2 separate regions of the Mustela erminea genome follow, and region 1 is linked to region 2. The links are chromatin contacts, called in public Hi-C maps. All regions are on one chromosome and are shown on one strand. Each heading gives the region's core, a stretch centred on a gene start, on an enhancer-like site or on the middle of the called end of the contact. The rest is flanking DNA. Distances are from core to core; before and after follow the strand shown. Region 1 holds the start of PARP2 (poly [ADP-ribose] polymerase 2). Region 2 holds the start of RNASE4 (ribonuclease 4).

Region 1 (5,799 bases), core at 937-3,436, 280 kb before region 2:
CCGCTTGATCGTTAGGGCATCTATAGCAGATGTTACAGATGCTTTCACAGTGCCACTTCCGGACTGGCACCCAGGGGTCTGAAGACCCAGGCCTTCCTTCCTCCATGGATTCTGTCTTCAACCTGAAACAAAAGGAAAACAACACAAAACTTCATCTAGGAAGTAAAAGCGGACCTGTCACTTGTCATGGCTCTCTTTCAGGGATAGCTCTGTAAGACGCTGCTATCAGAACAGATTCCAAGTTTTGTTTCCCACTCACTGTCAGCTACTTTAGAAATAGTGATTGTTTTAACCTCTGAGAGCAAATAGAAAATAAAAGTGGGGAGTCCTTTATTGCTCAATCAAGACATTTATGGTGTTGGTTGGTTTCTAGTCATCACTGTGTACAAAATAAATATAAGTAACAGGAAACACTGCATGTTTAGTCCTTATAAATATATCAAAACCCACCTGAATGTAATATGTGACAAATGACCCATACACACATATGTTGGGGGAAAACAACAAGATTGTAAACTACCTAAATGTTGACCAATAAAGGTTAAATAAATTACGGTATGTACATACATTAGATTACTGTATAACCATTATAAAGAATGGGGATGGGTCCACCTGGATGGCTTATTCCGTTAAGCCTCTGCCTTTGGCTAAGCTCATGATCCCAGGGTCCTGGGATCAGGCCCTGCATCAGGCTGTCTGCTCTGTGGGGTGCCTGCTTCTCCCTCTCCTGCTCCCGCTCCCTGTGCTTGTGCTCTCTCTCCATCAAATAAATAAAATCTTTGCAAAAAAAAAAAAAAAGAATATGGATATTCTTTATTTACTCATTTGAAAATCCTAAGTGGGAAAAGGTAGATAACTGGTAGAAAATGTAAAGAAGACGGGAGGGTGAAATACATGTATTTGATTATACTTACATAAAATACCTCACAAAGGATACAAAAGAAACTGTTAATGCTATTCCTGGGGAGGGGAATTAGGTGGCCTAGGAGACTTCATGATACATGCTTTGATCCCTTTTTAATTTTGAACCATGTGAATTTATTATTTTCAAAAAATAACATAACAATAAAACTTGAGAATTACAAGGATTATGAGAAGTCTACAACCATCTATTACCACATTTCATTCCACGTTATTTCTTTCACATCTTGTACCTGGAAGAATAATGAACACCTACATTGTATTCAAACTGATATAGATCAAGGAGGAAAATGGGAACACTGAAGGTCACGAGGCAAAACGTTTTTATAAGAAGAAAGATATCCAAAATAAATGTAGTGCTTACTTCTAGAAGGTATCTTACATTTATTATAATACCAGCCTTCCTACAGTTTGATTTTCCAAAGGGGAGCCTCATCATGGTTTACTGACTCACCCAAGGTCCCTGGAGGAGTAACCTGTGGTGCTAGTATTTGATAGGCTTGTCCTGAGCTAAGACCCCTGATTTTTCTTTAGTGTATCTTAGGCTTTTTAGGGTACCCTCACTACAGTTTTTATATTTTGATGAACAAAGCTCTTTAATTCCAGGAAATCAAGTGTATCAATCTTTTCTCTTATAATCAGTGACTTTTGTCATAAGAAACCCCCCTTCCTTACCTCAAGGTCCAAATGGAGACTTGTTAAGCTTGTTCAGTGCTTGGCCCCACTCCTGACCCAAAGTCATCACATTCCCCCCCTCCCCCTTCCTCATACTCTGCTGTTCTTCAAAAAGGGGCGGGGGAGAGTAGTCTGAATTAGGTTATGAGGCCCCTCAGCCAGGGTACCTCACCTCAGCCATTGAACTCACTTTGCTGGCCGTGAGTCTGTTCCAAGCTCCGGCTAAGGAGGCATCCGCCAGGCCCTTCCGCAGGGGGTTGGGTCCATGGCATCTCCTGCCCAGTCTGCCCTCGCGCGGAGCCCCGTTCTCTGGGAACTCACCTCCCCGAAATCAGGGAGGACCCTGTTAGGGCCGCTCTATGGCCCTAGTCTCAGACCTTCCCAGGGGACATGGGGTAAGAGTGACACAAGGCACTCAGCTCGTGGCCCCACCGATGAGCTTCCCTCCGCCCTATGGGAAACGGTGGCCCCACCGAGCATTTATAAGGCTCCCGCATCTAAAGACATTTTACAATTATGGTGACTTCCCACAACGCGTAGCAACATGCAAATATCGCGGAGAGTACCGCCCCTGTCCCAAGCACGCGTCTTCTCAGCACGCACGCACGCGCGCTATGTTCCCGCCCTGTGACTCCAGGCGGGTATTTCCAGGGGCGGGTTTGCTGACAGGAGCGTTCAGGCTTCATGGCTGCCAGACGGCGGGGGACGCGCAGCAACGGGGTCGGAGGTTCGGTGCACATTGTAGGGGGCGAATACTGGGGGGCGGGGAGTCTGAAGAGGAGCGGGGCCCTCTGCTCTAGCTCCACCCCTTCCGTCACCCCCTGACCCGTCCTTGGCTATCACGCTAGTTTAGGTGCTGAACTTTTTAAACTTCAGTTTTCAGAGCTTTTCGGATTACAGAATTGTGTATAAGAGCTTGTGGACCTGCAGTAACTAACACAGTGCCAGCACTATTTTAAATACTTAATGTCATCTAATTGAAAATATTTATTTATTAATATTTATTTATTAATAATATTTATTAAGATGCATCATTATTTTATGTATCACTAAGAAAGGAAAAAAAATGCTTCCAGTTAAAACGTGATTCATTGTTTATATGTCATCCATTGTAAGATGCAGCCCAGTTTCAAAGATAGTAAAATTCAGGTCTTAGAATTGAGGAGTATTACACTCTCTCTGTGTTATGTTCTTATGTGCATCCATCCTACAATTGTGTAGGTCCATCCTACAAATTAGGTGCTATTGTTGCCCTCCTCTGGATTTTACAGTTGGGGCGACTGAGGTACAAAGAGATGAAGTAAATTCTACAAGTTTCCACAGCTGGAAGAGACCCAGCTAGGCTCTAAACTAGAGACAGATTCCAGAGCACTCTGTTAACCATTATCTCATACCACGTTGGGTAGTTTGAAGATAGGTATTGGTAAAGTTTGGGGATGCAAGTAAACAGAGATAAACAGTCTATATGACACTCATGCCTCAGGCTATGAGCTCACAAGAGCCCTGGGGCTCCATCTTATTTTATCTTATTCTATTTTAATTTGGCTAGAATAGCAATTTAGGATGTGATTTCTCAGACTATTGCCAAGAACACTGGTATGGCAGTTACTATTTCTTTGTAAATTTACAAAACCATCTTAAGCCTTTTCCTTAAAAAGATGATGTTTTTTTCAAAGTAGGATTGTGTTCAGTGGATACTCATTCTTTCTTTTGGTTCTTTGCCTATTTATGCACATGGCCTCTGTAGCATTAGATGAAGCTGGACGAGTTCATAATGGCAACACAGCTATAGAAGACCCTCTGCCTGCAAAGAAAACTCGAAGATGCCAGAGGCAGGGGGTGAAAAAGGAGCCTGTGAATGGAGGAGAGGCCAATAATAACAAAACAGAAGACAAGCAAGGTCAGCTTCAAGTGGTAGGCCAGAGAGGACATGGACTAGCAGGATTGCCTATGGGAGGGGTGAGGACAAAGGATGCCTTGTTCTTTCAAATCTTACTTCTTCCTTTCTTAAAGATATGATTAATTTTCTATCCTTTGGGCATACCACAATACAAATCTCCTTTCTTGGAATCTTCAGTTTCATGTAATTTAGACAGATTGAGACCTGGACAGATCAGGATTGCTTGGGATGGGCAAAGTTCATTATGACATGATAGTTATTTTTTATTCCCATACAAGTAGCTGTAGTATATATCTCCTCCCTCAGAGTCCGTGAAGACCTTGCTGTTAAAGGGCAAAGCTCCCGTGGATCCTGAGTGCACAGCCAAGGTGGGAAAGGTAAGAGATTCCTTTGCCCATCAATTTCTCAGAGAGCAGTTGTTCTTTTGCTACTGGGATTCCTGTCTGGAACGCTACTAGTATTCATTTTAGGAATCCTCCAAAACGCTACTAATGATTAATTTTCTCAAAGATTAAGAGATGGGGGTGCTGGAGTTTGGGGTTAATAATCAGGATTTTTTTTAACTTCTGGGGTTATCATCAGCTTTCCGCACCTCATTCTCTTTCTCAGGTAGCAAATTATACCATTATCAAGGATGATGAAACATCTTTGTTCTCATGAGAAACTGTGCTGTGGTATGGCATGAGTTACGAATGTGAAAAGGATTTGAAGAATACAGAAGAAAGGCTTCCTCTGGAGCAAGTTTCCTTTAAGTGTTAGAATCATTTGTTTTTCTGTAATTACAAAAAAAGCCAACATGTTTTTATTATAGGAATAATAGGTTATATGTAAAAGAACATGCTTTTGCAGTTCTTTCTTGGAAGGTAGATATTGGTGGCGCTGGAGAATGACACCTTGAGACAGAAGAAAATTTAGAGCATTACTAAGGCTCTCATGAGGACTGAGACTACACTAATGTCAATGTTTTCCTTCTCTCTCTAAGGCCCATGTGTACTGTGAAGGGAATGATGTCTATGATGTCATGCTAAATCAGGTAAGGGGAGGAGCTGTTCTATGTATGGGAATTTTTTTCTTGGTAATTACAGATGAGCATGTCTCAATGCCCAGATCTTTAATTCTTAAGTCCCTGATATTAGCCTTATAGTAGCTTTTTCCTTACAGCAGTTACTAGTACCTGTGACCAAGGAAGACATCAATTTATGTGGCTTCCATTTGTAAACCTGTCTCATGTTCGGTGTTTCTCTTATCATAGACCAATCTTCAGTTTAACAACAACAAGTACTATTTGATTCAGCTGTTAGAAGATGATGCCCAGAGGCACTTCAGCGTTTGGATGAGATGGGGCCGAGGTAATGACTCTTATTATTGGTTTTCTCATTTGTCATTCAGAAAGCCAGAGACAGCTTAGTGAGTAACCAGAAGATCCTCTGGGTTTAAATTGGTGGAAAGGAGGCTTTATAACCTAGGAGGGGCTCGCAAAAGGGAAATTGCAAGCATCTTCATTAATAAGTTCCCACTGGAAAAACTAAGAGCAGCCTGTTGAGGCAGGGAAGTGTCCTGCAGTTGGTCTGCTAATGCTGTTCAGGAACTGTGGCAGTTAGCAGGTAACTAATACCAACAGGATCAGTCCGCTTGACCCATTCACCTTTCCCTCTCCCCTTCCTGCCTATTTGTCAGATGCTTAAGTGGGGAGACTTTGAGAAAATTCTTCTTGGATTGGGAGGCAGGAAACCATCTTATGTGTGGAATTTATTTTGCAGTTGGGAAAATGGGGCAGCACAGCTTGGTGGCTTGCTCAGGGGACCTCAACAAAGCCAAGGAAATCTTTCAGAAGAAGTGAGTTCTAAGAAATGAGTATCAAAAAATACCATTCTTTTTCTTCCATGTATCTTCTTTAAGAATTTATAAGAAGTGTGATTTGGCCTCAATGTTAATGTGTTTCCACTGTGACATTCTATGAATAGAATACCAAACTGCATCCTTAGTTAGTGATTACATCACCTGGAACCTTGAAATTAACTAAAAACAGGGGCGCCTGGGTGGCTCCGTGGGTTCAAGCCTCTGCCTTCGGCTCAGGTCATGGTCCCAGGGTTCTGGGATTGAGCCCCGCATCAGGCTCTCTGCTCCACAGGGAGCCTGCTTCCTCCCCTCTCTCTCCGCCAGCCTCTCTGCCTACTTGTGATCTCTCTGTCTGTGTCAAATAAATAATAAAATCTTTAAAAAAAAAAAAGTACTTAAAAAAAGAAATTAACTAAAAACAGAAGAATCTAATATATTTAGCATATGACCAACCATTAAGGAAA
Region 2 (5,840 bases), core at 1,888-4,387:
GTTGTAATGTGTAGGTTTAGGCAGATTTCTCCGATCTTTAAAATAGTGGTGTCTGTTATCACTGGCCCTCATATTGCGTTATCCCTAGCAAGGGCGTGCAGACCAAATTCCAAGAGTAAATAGATTGAAACAAAATTCGAATTTTGTCCACTTCCTACATTTAATCCCCCTAACAAAGGCCCAGCATTAAAAAACGTTCCTTTTCAAAGAAAGAAGCAAACAAATCGCTCACGAGGCCCTATAGCTCAGGGGTTAGAGCACTGGTCTTGTAAACCAGGGGTCGCGAGTTCAAATCTCGCTGGGGCCTTAACCCTTATTTCTTACTCTTTTAAATAAGACTTCCCGCCCTCCCCTCCGGTAATTTTAACCCTTGCGGAAATTCGGTTCGTGTGTCTTCTCGCCACGGTCCCACTACCTGAATAAACCAAGCTGAAGAGATCCGTTTCCTCTTACGCGCTACTGCGCAAGTGCGGGTCTGCTGCCTGGAATGCCGCGGAGTCCATTAGAAGCTGCAGGAAGAGCTCCCTGCGTCCGCGGGCGCCGGGGCTGTGCTGACCCGCCGCGAGAGCCCTTCCGGAGGACGGCGGGAGCCGGAGAAGGGCTGAGGGCGGTGGGGGCGGTGGGGGCGGCGGCGCGGGGGTGGGGGTAGACCATGGGAGTCCGGCCCAGTGCCCCGCTCAGCACAGGCTTTGAACCCTGCTGAACAGGCTCCCCTTCCGAAAGGGAGGAGGCGTTTGGGAGGAGTATGCTGTTCCGCAAGGTTTCCTGTGACCGCGAGTTTTCCAACACTTGACTACCCCAGCGGGAAAACGAAGGCCGAGACTTGGGTCACTAAGTTTGTTATCGGCTCAGAGGAATTGCGGCTTCCTCTTTGAAACACCTTAAGATATTTTCTCCAGAAGTCCTTTCTCGCGGAAACACTGGGCTATGCTCCACATCCTCTTTCTCCCCGAGTCTGTGGACGTATTCACGGAAGAGTTGCGCCTCGCCTGTGGAGAAGCGGTTGGATTCCGAGGCGAGCACAGGAAGTGAGGAAAAGCGAAGAGGCCCGAGCCAGACCCGGGAGGCCCGCCCTCTCCGCCTGGCGCCGAGCTGCGCGGGCGGAGCTGCGTGTCCCACCGCCGCACTCCCTAGTTCTTCCCGGCCGTTGGCGGCTTCCACGCCGCACACATCGCGGCGGGAGGTCCCGGGCTGCGCGCTTACGGCAGCCAACCGCCCCCGGGCGAGCAGATGCCCCCAGACCTGGGCGGCCTCGTGATGTACCGGGTCTGGGGGTGCCTGTGAGGAGCCCACGGGTTGTCCTGCTTTGGAAGCCCCTCCGTGCGGTCGGGGAATCCGGCTCTAGAAGGGTTGTCCCCAGAAATGCGGGCGGGGCTTTCTCAGAGGCTGGCTTTGTGACCCTGCGATGTCCACGCCTCTGTAGATTGTTTCTCCCGCGCCCCTATTTGTAGGTGTCCTGAATAGGTGACTCTAGAGAGGAAAAACTCGTACCCCCTTCGATAGCTCAGCTGGTAGAGCGGAGGACTGTAGCGCGCTTTCTGTGTGGTCATCCTTAGGTCGCTGGTTCGATTCCGGCTCGAAGGAGGAGCTGCAGTTTTGGGGTTTGCAGTCGACTACCACTTGTTTCCTGTGGGGCATTTTGTCTTCTGGAATCGACTTCTCCAGACCTTATTCCTGTCCCCAAGAGAAAGTTTGAGCTCTCCAAGCATATATGAACAAATGGATCCCGTTGGGCAGTTTCTTAGTGAGGTGGCGAGTGTGAGCCAACTCTGTCAGCCAGCTGGGAGAATTTTGAGTTAACGTCCCCTCACATGATTCTTTTGGCTTCTAGTTGATCCACTCGTTGATACAGAACATTATATATAAACGCTGTGTGCGCTGTCTGCGTGGTGCGCCCGGAGCGACTCCACCTTGAGGAAAAAACCGCTTGGACTGGGACCCCCGACCCGAGCGTCCGCCCCCTTCCATACACACAGCCATTCAGGGGGAGGTCCTTACACGGCAGCTTTAGTTTATCTTTTTATACATATCTGTAGTTCTACAAAAAAGATTTTGGGCCAGAACAGGAAGGGCCAACAGGATCTGACGCGAATTTGGCTGTGACGAAGAATTCCAGACCGAGGGAACAAGTGAAACAAAGGTGGGAGATGGAACCCTTGATTCTCCTTCAGGGCCTGGACCATCCGAACACACGCCAGACTGGCGCACCTCCCACCAAATCGGGCTCCTGGGATTTTGATGCCCACCATTTCCCGCCTAGGATGTTAGGCTCGTTCGACGTGGTAGCAGACTGACACGCTTCCCGCGCGTCCAGCCTGAGGCTCAGGACCCTCCAGGCTCGCAAGCGAGCTCCGCTCGGGTCCTCGGACTCCCGCCGCGCTCCCGCCGCGCTCCCGCCGCGCTCCCGCCGCGCTCCCGCCGCGCTCCCGCCGCGCTCCCGCCGCGCTCCCGCCGCGCTCCCGCCGCGCTCCCGTAGCGCTCGAGCTCGCGCCCAGAGCCGTCCGGCAGTGCTCGGTGGAGCTCACCCACGCGGCGCGAGGTCTGGAAACTGACCCTCCTCACCCCATCCGGCCCCTGGAGGGGTCCAGGATGTGGATCGGGGAGAATAAGCGAGGCTAGGGCCGAGCCAGGCTTCAAAGGAGTGAGACTTCATGAAAATGAGAGACAACGAAGCAAGGCCAAAAGTAAATGTCACAATGCAGGACGAAGCTCGGAAACAGCCTGGCGGCCAACTGCACACTAGAAAGTACTGTTCAGAGAAAATAAAGCCATTCTTGTCGCATCGGCTCGTTGGTCTAGGGGTATGATTCTCGCTTTGGGTGCGAGAGGTCCCGGGTTCAAATCCCGGACGAGCCCTTGTTTTTTTTTTTCTCCTGCCCTCGAAACTATGCAAAAGTTCAGATCTCTACAAACGTCCTCGCTTTCCGACTGTTCTGCACAAGAGGTGCGCTGAACCAACGAATGCCACAGAGGGCTGACGAGCTGTGCAGGGAGAAACCGCCTGGTCTCCTGGACTAACCGCCAGCTGACACCTCGGAGGGACCGCCTCGCTCCCAAGAGCAGGGGTTGGTGTCCCCAGGCCCGTTGTCCCTGGAGGTGCGTGGGGCTCGGGTCTGCAGGCCCTCTCCTTTCTCAGGCAGGGCCCGCCCGCCGCGCCCACTGCAGAGGCGGGTCTAGGCGGGAGGGGCGTCCGGGGAGAAACAGGGCGCGGTCCCAACTGCACCGAGGCTCCCCCGTCGCCTTCCTCTCCCTGCTGCGTGCCCCGTCCGTTCCTGTACACACACGTATGCCGACCCCACCCAGGATCCAAAGCAAGATTTAAAAGGAAGTCTTTGCGTTTTCTACCTGCTCCCTATCATCCTACAGGTAGGGGAAGAAGCCGTGAGAAAAACTTCTTTCCGCTGTCCTGCGCGTTTCTGCAGCCCCGTTCCAGGCCGAGGTGGGTTCACATCCTGCTCTCTTTCCTCCTCCTCAGTAGTTTTACCAAGAGCGTTTTGGCCCGAGGAGCCCCTTCTTAGCAGAGACAGTGTGGGACTCCTCGGGGAGGCGTTTGCAGAACCGCGTTGGAGCCGCTCAGGAGTACGAAGGAAGGTCCAAAGTCTTGTTCTTTTATGAGTTAGCGACTCTACATTTCTACCCTGAGATTTACTTCCCGCAGCCGAGCAGAGACATTCTAGGCGCTAGACTTTCCCGAAGCAAAGACGGCTTCGGGAAAGTCTAGCGCCTAGAATGTAGGGTCAGAAGAGGGCGCGGAACTGGCGAACGGGGTGGAGGCCCGGGAAGGCCTGCACTTGCCCAAACCCAAGGATTCTTTACTTGGTACCCAGGTGGATCGCCAGATTTAGGCCTTGTCCAGTTTTTGCCAGCATAACTGCCTTGTGGGGCTTGCGTTTTTGTTTTCTGGTGACTCACTTCTCTCTCCCCACCCGCAGCCAATGTTGCAAAATTACAGGATTCACTGCCAACAGGCTCTTCTTTAAGCTTTCTTACTAAAGTGTTGGGATCCTCAGTCTTTTTACTCTGAGACAGCGTGTCATATGGTAACACATTGGCAAAAGAGAACATCTTTATTCAAGAAGGACAGTAAAAACAATTTCAGCATCATTCTGGGGACTAGGGAAATCTCAAATGAGGCAAGACCCTCCCTTTGTGTCCCTAACCTTATAATCAAGTCATAAATATAATCACTAGAAACTCAAGTGGTATTATTATCTGAACAGCACTGGCCAACTTCCCAGAAGCAGTCTTAGGTATTCAAAGAACTACCAACAACACAGTTACTAACTGTGCAGAAGGATAATTTTGTTACACACACTTTATTATAAGCAACTCTTTTTACAGATAAAATATTATTGAAATTCATGGAATATTCAGTAGGTTTTCCTCAAACAGCAGCTTTCGGTGGCATCTTTAAAATTAGCTTTATTTTTCTAGAAATTGCTAGTGTGGACTATGAAACCTATGTGGTGCATTAGAAAGCTTCTAGTCCCTGGAACACCAGATGTTCCTGGTGCAGTACATGTTTTCTTTCTCTGTACCTCAGTATCCTCATCTGTTCTATGAGGCCTTGAGAGATAGTCCTCCAGGTCTCCCTCTTTCTTATTCTATGACTTCTTGGGGTGGCAGGGTGGTAGTAAGATGGTACTTATAGAAAAGAAGGTACTCTATTAATGTGGACAAGAGCTATGTAGTTTGGCAGAACAGATGGGGAAACTATTCCAGGAAAAGAAGAATGGCTCTGGCTATTGGTGCAAGAGCAGATGTCAGGTTACAATCAGGCAAAGGTAAGAGATTTGTCAAGTTATTGTTGGAAGCATTTGCCCATGTGATTCAGAAATTAAAGTAGATGGCTAAGAAAGTGGACCGAAGCAGGCCAATGAAACCCCTCATTAAAAGTTTTCATTTAGGGGTGCCTGGGTGGCTCAGTGGGTTAAACCTCTGCCTTTGGCTCAGGTCATGATCTCTGGGTCCTGGGATTGAGCCCCACATAGGGCTCCCTGCTCAGCTGGGAGTCTGCTTCCCCCGCTCTCTCTGCCTGCCTCTCTGCCTACTTGTGATCTCTCTCTCTCTCTCTCTCTCTGTGTGTCAAATAAATAAAAAAATCTTTAAAAAAAAGTTTTTATTTAATCTGAATTTAAGTGAAGAGCAATCTCTGTTAACAGTTATTCTCAGCAGAACACCTTGAAATCTGGGAAAGAGAATGGGCACAAAGCTCAGTTTGTTGAAAAGTGAATGTGTAACTTCTGTTTTTGTTTGAAAACACACAGGCATGTCAACAAGACTTTGGCCCATTCTCCCATAGCCATAGTGTCTCCCACTCCTGGAGATGTTATCCTTCTTTTCATTGGATCTTCATCCTCTTTTAACCATTAGTTCTGTTAGTAAATTAATTTCATGCTTATAAACCTAAAAAAAATGTTAGAGTTCAAACAAATGAAAAGATTAGTCACTTCTCTCCATCACCTAATTTTATAATTTGTCTTAAGGACAGAATTAAACATATGTACTCTGTATAAAGGGTAAAGGACACCAGCACTTGAGTCCTTAGAAGAAGAACCCTGGGCTGCCTGTGTCTATGTGCAAGATGTGAAGAAGAGACACAGGAAAATTTTCAGGAAAAGGATGATGACTTTTAAGTTGAAGCTGTCAAAACATTTTTAAAAAATATATGATTGGGCTTTTTTCAATTGACAATTGCTTTACACCTATTAAAATTACTGAAGATTTTATATATATATATATATGTATATATATATATATATATACTCCTTGTTTTAGGTAGTTTGCAATACAAATGAATAAGCACTTAGAGGCATTTTAATGAAATAGTCAAACTTTTT

Evidence for each region. Hi-C and Micro-C count contacts between places; a contact is called where the count stands out from the background.
Region 1: a Hi-C map of spleen shows a contact between it and region 2, with 7 times the contacts expected there. The contact joins the promoter of PARP2 here to the promoter of RNASE4 in region 2. A contact is called at or near these places in 2 of 3 Hi-C or Micro-C datasets (skeletal muscle and spleen).

The regions. Positions count from the first base shown.
Region 1 is chr5:51,932,695-51,938,493 of mMusErm1.Pri, reverse strand. It overlaps PARP2 (poly [ADP-ribose] polymerase 2), which reads left to right and starts at 2,186. Exons shown (of 16, transcript XM_032343156.1): 1 at 2,186-2,323; 2 at 3,344-3,496; 3 at 3,803-3,873; 4 at 4,479-4,529; 5 at 4,749-4,845; 6 at 5,257-5,332. The coding sequence starts at 2,281.
Region 2 is chr5:51,649,015-51,654,854 of mMusErm1.Pri, reverse strand. It overlaps RNASE4 (ribonuclease 4), which reads left to right and starts at 3,137. Exons shown (of 2, transcript XM_032343137.1): 1 at 3,137-3,366. It overlaps LOC116590816 (ribonuclease K3-like), which reads left to right and starts at 3,367. Exons shown (of 3, transcript XM_032343134.1): 1 at 3,367-3,439. TRNAP-UGG (a tRNA gene) reads left to right here and starts at 2,785; the gene lies at 2,785-2,856. It overlaps TRNAY-GUA (a tRNA gene), which reads left to right and starts at 1,494; the gene lies at 1,494-1,584. It also overlaps TRNAT-UGU.